Regions from separate parts of the Mus musculus genome. Here region 2 is linked to region 1. Evidence: chromatin contacts called from public Hi-C data. All regions are on one chromosome and are shown on one strand. Each heading gives the region's core, a stretch centred on a gene start, on an enhancer-like site or on the middle of the called end of the contact. The rest is flanking DNA. Distances are from core to core; before and after follow the strand shown. Region 1 overlaps Ppp2r5c (protein phosphatase 2, regulatory subunit B', gamma). Region 2 holds the start of Ankrd9 (ankyrin repeat domain 9).

Region 1 (3,472 bases), core at 850-3,349:
TTGTGGTTTTGCCGACAGTCTGACACTGTTTTCCACATTTAGCTGCTGCCTCCTGCCCAAGTTAGTCTCTGAGTTTCTTCTTTATAGTTGAAGCCAAAGCCTTCTCAGGGCTGGAGCCCACAGAGCCAGAGTGTCTCTTAGAGAGAGACCTGCCCCATCACTGCCACACCACGCCACTCCACCTCATTTGGAGCTCTCTTCCATGTAAGGTCCATTTCTCACCCAAGCTTGGAAGGCCCCTGCGCCTTTCCAGTCTTCTGTCTACCTGCCCCCTCTCCATGTGAATGACCCAGAGCCACACCAAAGTTGTGGCAGAGGGTGTGGAATAGAGGTGAGCGCCTTTCCTCAGAAAAGCTCTTCCTGGCTGGCAGCTCCTGAGATCCTTAAAAACTGACCAATGGCTGGGCAGGCCCCTGTCCTCCAGGGAGAAAGATGCGCCCTTACCATTGACGGAGTGTAGGATCCTAGCTAGCTCCCTGGGCCAAAAGTGCTCAGGCATAACGTGCGGTGGGTGACGTGGGAAGGCTGTGGAGGTGCTAGAGGGAGTAAATAGCCCTTCAGGCGAGGGCCTGGAGGGGCTACAGGAGGAGACATGGTGGGCCAGGCTGGGAAGCAGACATGTCACCACCATGAAACTAGAAGAAACTCACACTGGATAACATGAAGCAGTGGGCAGATTTTCTCTCTGGAAGTTTTCTGCCTCCTAGTAGGCCAAGGCTCTGGAGAGGTCCAGAAAAGAGCAGACTCGGCAGGGTTCAAGGGTAGCTGGTGGCTTGGTGTCTGCAGAGATGCAACACCTTCATCTCCTTAGACATTGAAAACCGTAGCTCAGCTTGGTTCCCAGCAGGGTGGCTGGCCAGTGTCTGGATTTGATTTAATTCTGTTCTGTGGGTTAGCCGGATCATCCCCAATCTTAGCCTTGCTTACATGGGATGCAGTTTGTTTCCCCTGCTGGGTATGAAACAGCCTCAGAGTGGCTTCTGGTTGCTTTCTACTGTTGTTCTTCAAGGTCTTTGTCTGTGAGGTCCTGGACTGGGCACTGTAGACCGTGGGAGGTGGAGGTTGGAGCAGTCTGCATGCAGTACACACATGGGAGCCAGGAACACTCTGTGGGCCTGTCCCTGAGGCTGTGCAGTAAATCTTGTGTGTGGCTGTGTGTGCGCAAGTGTATGTACATGTACTTGTGCATGCATGGGGGTAGGTGCTCTCAGAGGCCAAAGGCATGGATCCCCTGACATCGTTGGACTTCCAGGCCATGTGACCTGCTCAGTGTGGGTGCTGGGAACCGAACCCATGTCCTCTGTACAAGCAGCATGTTCTTTTCCCTGTGGAGCCATCTCTCCAGCTCTTGAAGGAGCAGCCCAGGAAGGCCAACACATAAGCTTTGATTTGGGAGGAGGGCTTCATGGAAGAGGTGAGTTATAGATGGAGCTTTCTTTTTAAACTTCATACTTTATTCATTTATTTGTGTGTGTGTGTGTGTACACATGTGTACATGGATGTTCCAGTGCATACGTGGAGTTCGTAGGACAACTTGTGGAAGTCCTCTTCTTCCATCATTTGAGTCCCAGGGATTAAACTCATGGTCAGGCTTGGTGGCAAGCATCTTTACCCACTGATCACTCTCACCAGCCCATGGGTGAGCTCTTTATTTATTTATATTTATTTATTTTGTTCCAGATGTAAGAGTGAGCGATCCTTTATTAGTTGTATGTCACAATAATACATGCCAAGTGTAGCTGCTTATAAAGGACAGTGTTGTTTAGCTCACAGCTCTGGAGGTGACTCAGTTCTGGTGAGGACAGAAGGGCAGGTGGCAGCTGGGCAGTGGTGGCACATGCCTTTAATCCCAGCACTTGGGAGGCAGAGGCAGGAGGATTTCTGAGTTCAAGTCCAGCCTGGTCTACAGAGTGAGCTCCAGGACAGCCAGGGCTATACAGAGAAACCCTGTCTCGAAAAAACAAACAAACCAAACCAAACCAAACCAAAACAAACAAACAAAAAAAGAAGAGCAGGTGGCAATGGTGGCACTGTGTATCACTTACCACATTTCAGTCCAGGAACACAAAGAGCCCCACGTGCACAGGAACTTCCTGCCAGGCCCCAGCTGTTAAAGGTTCACACCGCTTCCGTTCCAGCATCCTAGGGATCAAGATCAGACCATGCCAGACACAGATCAGAGAGAAAGTCCACAGCTACAGACTGTGTGGGAAGAGTACCAACCCCGACTCTCAGGTCAGAACTCCAGCTGCTGCTCGGGGCAGCCACATCTGGAACGACCTATCCAAGTGTTCTTAGGCGGCATATTACAAACAAAGCAGGCCTTTACTGCTTAGCAAACAGTCATCCCAAGGATGGCAGTCGATAAGTCCGGGGCTCGTGTTGCTGTGGCCCTGTGTGATGATGGGAGGGGCCAAGGGGGTTTGTATCTTCAGGTTGTAGCTTGTTGGCCTTTCAGTGTATGTGGGTGTTTGGGGGTGGTGGTGGTGAGGCTGTGCACATGTATGTACAGATGTGCATGTCTGTGCATGTGGGTGTATGGAGGCCATGTCTTCCTCCTCCTCTGTCACTTTCTACCCATTGCAGCCCCACTGACGGCCATGAAAGAACATGTGTACAGACACAAGTTCCACTTTTTGGGGAAGACAGGGTACAGCGAACATGCTGTATCCATCTTGCCTTCACTGGTATAGATGGTGGCTGTCATTTATGGACAGTGGTAGCAGGAAACCAGTGTCTCATGTCAGCTGGTCATACTTAGAAACCCCACCAAGCGGGGGTCCAGAGCCCGTATGAGCTCCACAGGATCCCTGTGGTGAGCTATCTATCCACTGAACCTGTGTGGATGACAAGAGTCTCCAGCGGCTTCGCTGTTTCTCCCGTCAGTTTCCTCAACTGGGCAGGAGTAGCTCACTGGCCACAAGGAAGTTGACTACCCCTGATGACTATGATATCATCAGTGATGTGCCTTTTAGCAGGGAGCCCAGAGTGCATGCAAAGAAAAGCCAGGAGAGACAGTTCTAGGCTCAGAGAAGGCACCTGTATGCAGCAAACAGAGGAGTGAAGCTGTGGGAACCTGCTGTCACAGGAGGTGTTCTCACTCTTGTCTCTGTTCAGTGGTTGAAGGAGCGTATACGCTCACATCTTACAGTTCTGAGGCTGAGACTGGAATCAGAGCCCAAGGGAGGCCCAGAGTGGTGTGTCTAATCACAGCCCCTCCTCTGTCTTTAAGCCACAGTGAGCTTCATATTTCCCTGACTCTGGACTTGAGGTTCCGTTATCTTACTGCCTTCCGCATTCCACCGTCCTCCTTCCTTCATGAGGAGTGCTCTGCTGACACTGGCTATCTCCAGAGTGAGGGATCTTTCCCCTCTCTGCAGACACTGGCCGTCTCCAGAGTGAGGGGTCCTCCCTTCTCTGCAGACCTTGACTTATTCATAGCTGCAAAGTTCTTTAGCCAAGCAGGGTGACA
Region 2 (3,319 bases), core at 206-2,705, 520 kb after region 1:
CCAGTCACTGCCCCCAGCTCTATTCTCTCCTGGACCCAGAACCATTCTTGAATTTCTGCACCTGCACTTCCTCTCTTGCCTGTGCTAGAGAAGGCTGGATCTGCTGGAGCCTTCCGTGTGCCAACCCTCTGCAGCCCTGGAACCTTCAAAAAGCGCTCCTTTCACACCTGAGCCAGGTCCTTCCAACTGCAAATAAAGAGGAACCCATGGGACATCGCAGAAGACTCAGGCTCACAGCACAAGTTGAGCCCAAATCACCCTCACACCCCCAAATCCAGCCCCAACTCTACTTCTACCCTGACCCCAAGAGACTACTCAAACTTCTTTCCAGGAGGGTCGTGGAGATTATTCACTTAGACCTACCTGGTTCCTGCAGGCGGCCCTGGGTTCTGTAGATGCAGGTATTCACTCTAACACACCAAACCTCATCAACAAGAAAGTGGTGGCCCAGGGCTGGCAGTGCGCCCGCCCGCAGCCAGAGTTGGAAAGTGGCTCTGGCTCTTTTATCCACAAACAATTTTCCTGCCCATCAGGAAGGAGCTCCTGGGAGGAGGGAAAAGGTGAAGTCAGTGGGGGGATTGGAGCATACACCACCTGCAGTCCTCTCGAGGTCCATCCACATGAGGCCGATACTGCCATCTCACTTTTCAACGGGGGACAAGCTAGTCCAAGGTCAGTCACCAAGTCAGGCTGAGCCAGGACAAGAGCCTAGGTCTCCTGCGTTCTGTTTGAGGGCCGTTCCATACACTGCAGACCCCAGTTTAAAAACCCTACCTCCACCTTGGGTCCCAAGCCTCAAACCTGAGCCCTGGCCATTCACCCTTGGTCTCCCTGCCCAAGAGCCCTACTGCCTCCAGCAAGGGTAAGCTCTAGGTTACAAGGGACCTGGGACAGCCAGAGGGCCTCGTCCACAGTGTCATGACCATTAACTGGGTTACAGAGGTGAGCACTATAGAGTGGGCTGCGGCAGACGCCCCTCTGAGGGGATTGGCATGACTGCAGCTCCTCCCGGAACCTGGGCCCCCTGCGCCCCAGATGCACTGTGTGGGCACGCGTGGGGTGCCGGGCGGGTTACGTAAAGTTCGGCCGCCCCACGTCACTGGGCAGAGTCACGGCCGCGGCTCTGTGACTGGAGCTTGGGCCGCCGGCCAGATCCTCCCTGACCCCTCCCGGGGCGCGCCCGAGTGTCTGCGGGCCGGTGGCCAGGATCAGGGGCTGCACCTGCGCACCGGGGCGCTCGGGGCAGGCGACTCACCAAGCCGCGCGACCCTGTCCCTGCGGCGGGCCGGAGCGCGCGCCGTCCATGCACGGGCGAGCAGACAGAGATCCCACGACGCCGGGAGCGGAGGCAGCGCCCGCTGCACTCTGAGCCGCCGCGACACCGTCTCCCGATGCCGGTGCTGGTGCCGCCGAGGGGAGGGCGGCGGGCGGCGCAGTGCGGCCGGGGCCGGGCAGGACCGCGGGACGGGCCGCCGCCGCCATTGGCTCACGCCGCCGGCCCCCGCCGCTACCCATTGGTCGTCGCGCTGCACCATTGTTGCGTCACGGGCCAGGGGGCGGGACTCTCAGAGGGACCCGCGGAAAACTTCGGAGAAACTTGAGGGCCCCGAGGTGGCGGGGTGGGGAGGGGTGGTGAGAGATGCCGGGCACCGGGCAGAGCTTGGAGGGCGGGACGTGATGGAGGCGGGGCGAGTCCCGGCAGGCTCCTGGAGCTGGATCTGTGCGGTCCTAGACTGCACACAAGAATAGGCTCCCTGGCTTGCGCTTGCGGCTGCTGCAAGAGTCCTGCTCTGGGCTTCCCTTGCTCTGACCCTCACTGACCTTGGGGAAACATCCAGCTGTTACCCCATCTGCGTGTGGGAAGGCCTAGAATAGGACTGAGCCCTTAAACTATTGAACCTTGCTCTGCCCTGCCAACGCCCTGGCATGGCTAGCCTCGGCTCCAATCTCAAAAGAAAGGCATGGATGCATGCGTGTATAAGAGCTGTTTATAGTGCCTATTGTGTCGTCTTCTGGGCTAAACGCTTTCTTTCACTTTGACTTTACCACTAACACAGGAGAAAAGGGGGGGGGGCAGAATTATGATGCCTGCTATGAGGTAGATAGTTATTTAAGTCCAGTGTGAGTTGGCACATATCTTTAATCCCCGCACTCAGAAGGCAGAGGCAGGTGGATCTCTGAACTGAAGGCCAACCTGGTCTAGAAAGCAAGTTCCAAGACAGCCAGGACTACAGAGAAACCCTATCTCAAAACACACACACACAGAGAGATAGAGAGAGAGAGTCGGTTGTCCAAAGAAAGGTACACTTTGGGGCTGTTTTTCACTCAGGCAGAACTGGGAGCATGTTCTAGCCTTCCCATGGCTGACCCTAGAGCCTGAGGGAGCCCCTGACTTCATCAGGGGTGTGGGAGTGCCAAGTCCATTCCAAATGCACAGATGAAAGCTGCCACGCCTGGACCTTGGGACTCTCACCCCACCTTACCAGAGGCAAGGATCCCCCTGATGAAATAGTTCCAAACTCCATTCACAGGCACGGCCAGTTTCTTTTCCACAATGCCCTTAGAGGCTCAGTTAGGGCCAAGGGTTCCTGCAGCCTCCATCCAAGCCCTTCCTCCTGCCTCTGTCCAGCAGACAGCTAGCACCTTCAAAGCAACCTCCCCTCCCCTACCTCAGAGCAAATGTGTATACAGCCTTCAACCCTCTTGGCTCCTCTGTGCCAGCAGGGGCTAAGGGACTTTAAGCTGGAGTCTCTCTCACCTGGCTCCTTTGAGTAGACTTAAGCAGGCATACGTGTACACACACGCACATACACACGTGCACACATGGAGACTTCCTGTTATTCTTCACCTGTATTAGTCAGGGTTCTCTAGAATCACAGAATTTATGCAATGTCTCTATATATTAAGGGAATTTATTATAATGACTTAGTCTGTAGTCCAACTAACCCAACAATGGGCAGCTGTGAATGGGAAGTCCAAGAATCTACGCGGTGTTCAACCTCACTGGGCTAGTTGTTTCAGCTAGTTGAAGGGGAAACTTAAGTGGTCTTTGGAAAGTCATTGTGTCAGATGGTGTTTTGCTGGGGCAAACACGTGAAGGAGTGTTTTCCTGAAATGGGCACAGATGAAAGACTAAGGCAGACTGGTGAAGGAACGTTTCACTGAAGTAGACACAGGAGAGAGGATATTCTGCTAAATCAGGCCCATGAAAGGACATGTGATTAAAAGAAAGAAAGGAAACGTGATGAAGGATTCTTAGCTAACGAAATGCATGTAATTCTGCCTTATATTGTGTAGTTGAGCTGCGTTTGTCAGGACT

The links. A called contact is a pair of places that touch in the nucleus more often than the background predicts.
Region 2: a Hi-C map of CD8 T cells shows a contact between it and region 1, with 3 times the contacts expected there. The contact joins the promoter of Ankrd9 here to the enhancer-like site in region 1. A contact is called at or near these places in 1 of 484 Hi-C or Micro-C datasets (CD8 T cells) and 2 of 115 datasets of contacts at active chromatin or transcription factors (epiblast stem cells and pancreatic cancer cells).

Annotation. Positions count from the first base shown.
Region 1 is chr12:110,461,787-110,465,258 of GRCm38.p6, forward strand. All of the region lies in intron 2 of Ppp2r5c (protein phosphatase 2, regulatory subunit B', gamma), which reads left to right. Among named protein-coding and RNA genes, the nearest start is that of Ppp2r5c, 16 kb to the left of the region's middle. Within about 2 kb of position 2,100, at least 35 of the 459 cell types and tissues checked have an H3K27ac peak or open chromatin away from gene starts, as enhancers often do. A contact at or near this core is called in CD8 T cells, where this site is marked.
Region 2 is chr12:110,977,585-110,980,903 of GRCm38.p6, forward strand. It overlaps Ankrd9 (ankyrin repeat domain 9), which reads right to left and starts at 1,456. Exons shown (of 3, transcript NM_175207.5): 1 at 1,256-1,456; 2 at 364-543.